Regions from separate parts of the Oryctolagus cuniculus genome. Here region 1 is linked to region 2. A link is a contact called in public Hi-C data. All regions are on one chromosome and are shown on one strand. Each heading gives the region's core, a stretch centred on a gene start, on an enhancer-like site or on the middle of the called end of the contact. The rest is flanking DNA. Distances are from core to core; before and after follow the strand shown.

Region 1 (4,216 bases), core at 281-2,780, 780 kb before region 2:
TTTTTTGCTGACCACAGGATTTTGAGCCCAGGCAGGGGTGTGGAACCTGTTTTCTGCTAAAGACCATCTGGATATTTATAAAATGATTTGTGGGTCATACAAAATTATCAACGTAAAATTAACCTGCTATGGATTTATTGAATTTTGAGTCCTACCTGTGGTTGCCTTGACAGGGCCAGATCAAATGATCTAGCAGGGCCTTATATAGCTAACTGGCTGTATGTTCCCCATGCTTCTCCTCTCTCCCATCCTCCAAAGGGTTCATGGTGTAAATTTTAGTACTGTAAACCCCAAAAACAGTTCTAATTATTAGTGAATGGCATGGTATTTGCAGCCCCAGTAGTCAGGATTCTAGCCCTTTGAGAAAGTGACTTCAGTTTCTAAAAAAGTGATGTAACAGCAGCCAAAACAGTATTTTACAAAAGGAATATCTTTATGTCTCCCCTTAGTTCATAACCCTCAATGATTTCACATTTCCTTTAGAATCAACACCCAAATGCCACAAGGCTGTGCATTCCTTGCTCCCGCCTGCCCATCTCAGCCTCTACGTGATGTGGCTCTCCTCGGTTACTGTTTCAGCCACCTTGGTTCATTTAAACCACCAGTTCCCAAACTCAGTTGTTGCCCCCCGAGACACACACATCCAGGGGTGGGGGACATTTGGCAATGACTGGAGACAGTTTTAGCTGTCACAACTGGGGAGTAGGGATGCTACCTGCATTTAGCAACCACAGGATGCTGCTACAGGCACCATAATGCACCAGACAGGCACCAACAACAAAGCATTCTCTGGACTAAAGTATACATAGTGCAGAGGTCCAAATTCCCTGAGTCATACCTTTCCTCACACCACACAGTCCCTCTTCCAGCCCCTGCATATGCTGTTCTACCTGAAATACTCCGATCTTTGTCAACTCTCCTGCTTTTACCTTCTCTTTTCCTCCTGTCCCCTCTAACTCCTTTTTAGTCATCACCCTCTTTCTTTCCCGACTTTTCTATCTGGATACAAACTGCAGCTTTTCAAAGAATAACGGGGCACTCACAAGAAGATTACAAGTTTCCATTCATTAGCATGTATGGGATTTCGCCCTCTCCTACCCACTCGAGGTGGGTGTATACTCTAGCTGGTATTCTCCACAGTCTCTCCAGGAGCCAGCACAGAATGCATGCACACTTTGCCTCACTTACCAAACTAGAGTAACAGGGTAACCATTTCATTAGGTTGTAATTAATACACCTAAACTCCTTAGCACAGTGCTCGAAGCACGGAAAGTCCAAAAAACACGGCCCGTCCATTTCCTCCAGCATTTCCCGCCTTCCCCCAAAGCTTTTACCTACTGAGGTATTCTCCCTCCCGCCCAGCAAGCTGCAATTGCTGCGCCTGCGCCTTCCTGCCTCCGCCGGTAACCCGGCTGCCGGAAGCACTTTCCCTCTTACCTTTGGCCCATCACAGGACCAGTCAATCGGTATTGCGCACGCGCATCTCGGGAATTCCGCCTCCCTCCGCCTGCCTAGTATCCAACCAAAGAAGAGAAAACCGAGCCTGTCAAGGCGCCTGCGCGAGCGAGCGGGCGTGCCCCGGAAGTGGTTCTTCAGCCTTGTGACACGTAGCAACGGGGCCAGTGAAGGCTCTGAAATTGAGTTTTGGGGAGTATTTGAGGCTCCTGGAGTTAGAACTGCCGCTGCTGCCGCCGTCTCCGCGTTTGGTAAGTGCCTCAGACCGTGGCACCGTGTGCGGCGTCTTCCCGCTCCGACGCAGCTCGCTGTGCTGCCGGCTTTCGGCGCCGCGCCCCGGTCCTTTCGCTGGGACCTTCGCTCCCCTTTAGGTCTTTGCTCTGACGCGGTCCCTGCATCTCAGGGCGACCTTGCGGGAGTCTGCATCTCCTCCCCGGCGGCCCGCTGTCCGTTTTGCAAGGCGGCAGCCGTGTTGTTAGCTGTAAAGCGCTGTACCGAGGTGAGGAATAAGCTTTGCTCGTGGCTGATGTAGACTCCGGTGGAACAGCTCTTCCCGTGAGCCCTTCCCTAACCGAAGGCATTTCAGCTCCTTGAAGTAGAGGCGCCTTGGTTTCTTTGGTCCTTCAACCAGGCTGCCCTGCAGTTGCTCCCTCGTAGTACGGAAGAGACGTTTGTTGCCTTCTAGGGGCGTTTGCTGGAGCACAGTGCCAGGAGCGATTTCGGTGGGACCTCGGATGTTCATAGCATTTCCCCTCCTTTTCCTTCCATTGCAGATCGTTTGCCATGTCAGGCTTTGATAACTTGAACACGGATTTCTACCAGACAAGTTACAGCATTGATGACCAGTCGCAGCCGTCTTATGATTATGGAGGAAGTGGAGGACCCTACAGCAAGTAACTTTTCAAGTTTCACAATTTATTTGGCCTGCAGTGCAGTGAAAGCATCTATTCAGTGTTCTGCCTAAAATTGAATGCGTGCACGTGTGTCCCCTTTTGAGAATGTGATTTTGCATACTTTCCCGACTCCCAGCGAAATCTGTGACTCTGGTTTGGGTTTGAAGGAATTGCCTTATTTAGAGTTTGGTATCTTCGGCTGGATCTTACGATGTGATTGAGTGGAACAGTAGTATGTAGATGAACATGGGAGTTTTACATGCCCAGAAGATAGGCTAGTTTGTCCACAGGACCAGTTAAAAATTAAGATCTTTTGATGGTTTGGTAGTCAGCAAGTCCAACATTTGGACTTTATCAGTGCTGGTTGAAAATGCTTAGTGACACTGCTTAATGGGGTGGCTCCTTATTGTGAGTCATTAGGTGATTTTAATATAGCAACTTATCATGTTTATTACTGGTACTGAAACATGATGAATATTATGGTTAGTAGCTTGTAAGTTACCTGTTTCAGGTTGGGAGGGCCTCCAACCCTTTAAGACTTGCCTAAAACAAAAAAGATCTTTTTATCATAGTGAGTTGCAACCAAAATACAGTAGTTGAAGGCTTTCTACCAGTTCCTTCTAGGACACTGTACTTATAGTGTCTTAGAACTTAGAAGAAATTTTGTCAGCCTCTTGTCAGATGAAGGAGTTTCCAAGATTGCTTGGATTGGTTCCTTTAAGAATCTCGTGAAAATTGGGCCTGTTACCTGGGAATACATGCATACATCCACTTAAATGCCCTTAGAAGTGCGCATATAATGTGAGACAAGTCATATGTCATCCTATGTTCATCTGTGGTTCCTGTAATGAAGAATATCCCAGGATAAGGGCGAGGAAAGGTTGTGTACCCCAGTCAGTCTCTGAGCAACGTGCAGTAATAGAATGTGTCTGAGTTTATAAATTTGAATGAAGAGCCCAAGAATTAGAAAAATAGGAAATCAAAATCAGCCTCTGTCTCTGATCTGTCTTGGATAGGCTATCCTTCATGTAACCAACCCCCCGACACCTTAAGTGGTTCGATCAAGTCTAAAGCACGTGAAACAATGAGAGTATGTTAAAATACCTGCTATGTGAAGTCTTCAAATATTCCTGGAAGTGCATGTAAAAAAAGTATTCATGGATTTCATTTTTTTTTTTTTAGGACTTATTTTATTTATTTGAAGGAGTTACAGAGAGAAGTAGAGCAGAGAGAGAGGTCTTCCATCTGCTGGTTCACTCCCCAGATGGCTGCAACGGCCAGAGCTGTGCCGATCTGAAGCCAGGAGCTAGGAGCTTCCTCTGGGTCTCCCACACGGGTGCAAGGGCCCAAAGACTTGGGCCATCTTCTACTGCTTTCCCAGGCCAGAGAGCCAGATCAGAAGAGGAGCAGCCGAGCCTGGACTAGAACCGGCGCCCCCATGGGATACGTGCGCTTCAGGCCAGGGCTTTTACCCACAGCGCTGGCCTCTCTTTTTTTTTTGCACCAAAATAAACTTGTCTTTCTATCGCATTTTTTCACATACTTTTTGAAGTACCCTTTTATCTATGAATTATGTTTTTTAATTTCTGAAATTCTCAATGTGACAATGAAGATTTATCTCTTTCAGTCAATTAGCTTGGCACAGTTGAAAAAAACTATACTGAGAATTCTTTAAAAAAAACTCTTATTTAATGAATGCAAATTTCATAGGTACAACTTGAGGAAAACAGTGATTCTTCCCCCCCATACCCACCCTCCCACCCCCACTTCCGTCCCACTTCCTACTCCCTCTCCCATCCCATTCTTCGTTAAGATTCATTTTTACATAACTTTATGTACAGAAGAGCAACTCTATACTAAAGACTTCA
Region 2 (3,833 bases), core at 1,107-3,606:
GAAGAAAAAAAAAACACACAAATTGCTCCTGCTCCTCCGGCTTTCACACGCTAAGTTGTTTATCTGGGCTGCGGCGGGAGCTGCGATCGGCGGCGGGAGAGCGGCGCCGCTGCCCGAGGTAAGAAGCGGGCGGCCGGGCGGCCGGGGTGGGGGCTGGGGCGGCGCGAGCGCTCGCTCCCCGAGGTGCCACCCGCCGCGGACCCGGGCCCGAGTCCGGGGGCCGCCGCGGGCGCCCGCAAACTTTTATTAGCCCGGGCAGCGGGGGTGGGGGCTGGCGAGGGCCAGGCGACGGTGACGAAAGGGCAGCGCGCGGGTGACAGCGCTGGCCTCTTCCTCTCCCTCCGTCGCCGTCGCCCGGCCGGGCCGAGGGGGAGGAACCGGAGCGGTGGCAGCGAGGGGAGCCTCCTCGAGCGGCCTAGGGTTGACAAGCCGGTGGCTCCCCGGCGGGAATCCCGGCCTTTTTTCGTGCCCCTTCTCCTCCCCCGCACCCCAGTCTCGTTGGCTTTTCCCCCCAAAGGGGCCGCCTCGACACCCCGGTTTTGTGTGTTTTTTATTTATTTATTTATTTATTTAAAAAAATTTTTGTTGAGGTGAGCGCCGAGCCGCGCTTGGGCTCTGCTCGCCCGCGGGTTCTCCTCGCCCGCAGGTTTCCCCTCCGGTCCCGGTGCGCAGCGTTTGTGGCGGGCGTGCGGGGCTGAGCGCGCGGGGGCGAGGGCGAGCGCGCCCGCAACCGCCGAGACTTCGGCCGGGCTGGTGTTATCGGAGCGAGTGGGCGTGTCGGGGAGCACGCAACAGGTCTGGACGCGTCGCGCTCGGCTCGCGCCGCGGCGCGGGGGCCCCCTGTGGGAAGAGAGACCCTCCCCGCCCGGGCCGAGGTGGGTGCTGCGGTTTGTGGCAAGTGCTGGCTCGGCGCGGGGGGCTCCGCAGCCCCCGGCGAGAGACGCCCCCTCGGCGTGGTTCGCGCGGGCCCCCGGAGCGTGGCGGGGCTGTTTGCGGTCTTCGCGCGGGGGGTTCGGGTCTCGCTGGAGGGGGCGTTTCGCCGCCTGAGGTATTGTTTTGGTTTCGGGTTGGAAGGCAGCTGTCAGGGAAGCGGCGGGGAAATTCATTAGGCTGCGATCGGCGCGCGGTGTTGGGAGATCGCTGCCCGAGGAAGGCGGGCGGGCGGGGAAGCCGCGGCCCGCGGGAGGTGTGCGGGCCCCCACCCAGCTCTGCATCCGCGCTGACGTCCGCGTGCGGGGAAAAAGTTTTCTTGGGTTGCACGGGATTGGCCCGCCGTGTCCCCGGAGCGCTCGGGGCAGCCCTGGCGTCCCGAGCACGGACTGCGCGCCGGTCTGGCTGCGCCCCTGCCTGGGGACTGCCGCTCCTGGGGTCCGGCGTGATCCTGCAGCTCTGCGCTCTTCTGTTTCTCGGTGTTTGGAAAGGCGGACTCTTGAGAGAAGAAATCGGGGTTCGTACTGAGGGTCTTAAGCAAATTTTTTTTAAAAAAAACGATAAGGTTTCATCTAGATGTTGGGAAGTTATAAGGACCAGATAACTATAAACTACAGTGTCGTGGGAAGCTACAACACATTTTGTTGAGCTTTTTTTTAAATCTTAAGTTTTAGTTGGCCCGTATACAACTTACCTCATTTTATATATTTAAAATGTGGAGGTGGGCACTATTAGATGTAGCAGGTCAGGAATACGCATTTAAAAATAGGAGCTTTTTGCCAGCCCGTAGACGATAAGGAGCACGTCAGCGTTGTTTGTTTTTTAATAAAACGTGCCTGGTTCACCAGTAGATTGTACTGAAAAGGGCTGGAGCTGTGAGTAGCTGGTAGGGGAGGTTGAATTTGGGGGAAATTAGGGGCTAGAGAATTCGAGCTTAGTGTTCACCAAATGTTAGCTGTGTTGGTGCTCAGAAAAGCAAACCACCTTGATTGAGAGGAGAGGAATTTTGATGGGAACACACTGTTTAAATGAAATACTTTGACATCAATCTGAACCTTCAGAATACTCAGCTGTAGTGAGTTAGAATGTCGGCGATGCGCAAGGCAGCACGTTCAGGGAGTGGCAGGCTGAATAGCCCAGCTTCGTCCCATTCAATTCTGCCCTTGCCTGTGCGGTGGACTGCACTGCACTTTGGAATGGGGTGCACTGAGTGGGAGCAGGGACGGGGCTTTCTGTTCTGCGGGGTAGAAACTTCTCTGCTGGTAACGAAGAATTTGTTCCAGAGTTAACTAAAAGGTTCATTTAACAAGCTGTTACTAATCGGATCGCGGAGACAATGTGAGGTTATAGCTTACCATGTCCCAACCCCCACCCCACCCCACCCTTTTTTTTTTTTTTTTTTTTTTTTGTAGCTAATATTCACTGATGGACTCCAAAGAATCATTAAGTCCCCCGGGTAGAGAGGAGGTCCCCAGCAGTGTGCTCAGGCCGGCGGAGCGCGGGAATGTGATGGACTTGTACAAAACCCTAAGGGGAGGAGCTCCTGTGAGGGTGCCTGCATCTTCTCCCTCACTGGCTCCTGCTGCGCAGCCGGACTCCAAGCAGCAGAGACTCGCGGTGGACTTTCCGAAAGGCTCAGCCAGCAATGCCCAGCAGCCGGATCTGTCCAGAGCAGTGTCACTCTCGATGGGATTGTATATGGGCGAGACAGAAACCAAAGTGATGGGCAGTGACCTGGCTTTCCCGCAGCAGGGCCAAACCAGCCTTTCCTCTGGGGAAACGGACTTCCGGCTTCTGGAAGAAAGCATCGCGAGCCTCAACAGGTCGGCTAGTGCTGCAGACAACCCCAGGAGCACAGCGCCTGCTGCTGGGTCTGCCGCCCCCACAGAGGGGTTTCCAAAAACTCACTCTGACCTGGCCTCCGAACGGCAGAATCCGAAGGGCCAGACTGGCAGCAGCGCCGGCAGTGCCAAGTTGCACCCCACAGACCAAAGCACCTTTGACATTTTGCAGGATTTGGAGTTTTCTTCTGGGTCCCCAAGTAAAGACAGGAGCGAGAGCCCTTGGAGGTCAGACCTGTTGGTGGACGAGAACTGTCTGCTTTCTCCTTTGGCGGGAGAAGATGATCCATTCCTTTTGGAAGGGAATTCGAGCGAGGACTGTAAGCCTCTTATTTTACCGGACACGAAACCTAAAATTAAGGATAATGGAGATCTGATCTTATCAAACTCCAACAATGTACCACTGCCCCAAGTGAAAACCGAGAAGGAAGATTTCATCGAACTCTGCACCCCTGGGGTAATTAAGCAAGAGAAACTGGGCCCAGTGTACTGTCAGGCAAGCTTTTCTGGGGCAAATATAATTGGTAATAAAATATCTGCCATTTCTGTTCATGGCGTGAGTACCTCCGGAGGACAGATGTACCACTATGACATGAACGCACAGCAGCAGGAGCAGAAGCCTCTTTTTAATGTCATTCCGCCAATTCCTGTTGGTTCAGAAAATTGGAATCGCTGCCAAGGGTCTGGAGATGACAACTTGACTTCCCTGGGGACTATGAACTTCCCTGGCCGGTCGGTGTTTTCCAACGGCTATTCAAGGTGAGTCGGAGGATTTTCTGTTTCTTAAGAGTGGTGCACTTGAGATCGATTGATGGCTGTAAGTGTTCACCTATTTGTATTTGTTCTCCAGAGATTCAGGGGCTTTTTCGTATGTGTAAGTTGAAGTGGCCTTTTGAAAGTAGGCATGGTAGATAACTAAAAGGTTTATCAGTACAGAACCATTTGTTTTTTTTTTTTTTTTTTAAGGTGCTGTTTGTTATCCGTTTGGACAGTGGTTGAAGATTTTATTTAAAAACTTAATACCCCCCTTTAATAGATGTTTAAAAATTATATAAATTTCAG

Evidence for each region. Hi-C and Micro-C count contacts between places; a contact is called where the count stands out from the background.
Region 1: a Hi-C map of skin fibroblasts shows a contact between it and region 2, with 2.3 times the contacts expected there. The contact joins the promoter of YIPF5 here to the promoter of NR3C1 in region 2. A contact is called at or near these places in 2 of 6 Hi-C or Micro-C datasets (skin fibroblasts and an unstated tissue).

The regions. Positions count from the first base shown.
Region 1 is chr6:31,620,333-31,624,548 of mOryCun1.1, reverse strand. YIPF5 (Yip1 domain family member 5) reads left to right here and starts at 1,530. Exons shown (of 6, transcript XM_002710278.5): 1 at 1,530-1,706; 2 at 2,229-2,348. The coding sequence starts at 2,239.
Region 2 is chr6:30,842,484-30,846,316 of mOryCun1.1, reverse strand. NR3C1 (nuclear receptor subfamily 3 group C member 1) reads left to right here and starts at 2,356. Exons shown (of 8, transcript NM_001082147.1): 1 at 2,356-3,530. The coding sequence starts at 2,356. LOC127490646 (collagen, type I, alpha 1b-like) reads right to left here and starts at 1,629. Exons shown (of 4, transcript XM_070075913.1): 1 at 1,625-1,629; 2 at 624-1,428; 3 at 50-415. The coding sequence starts at 1,629.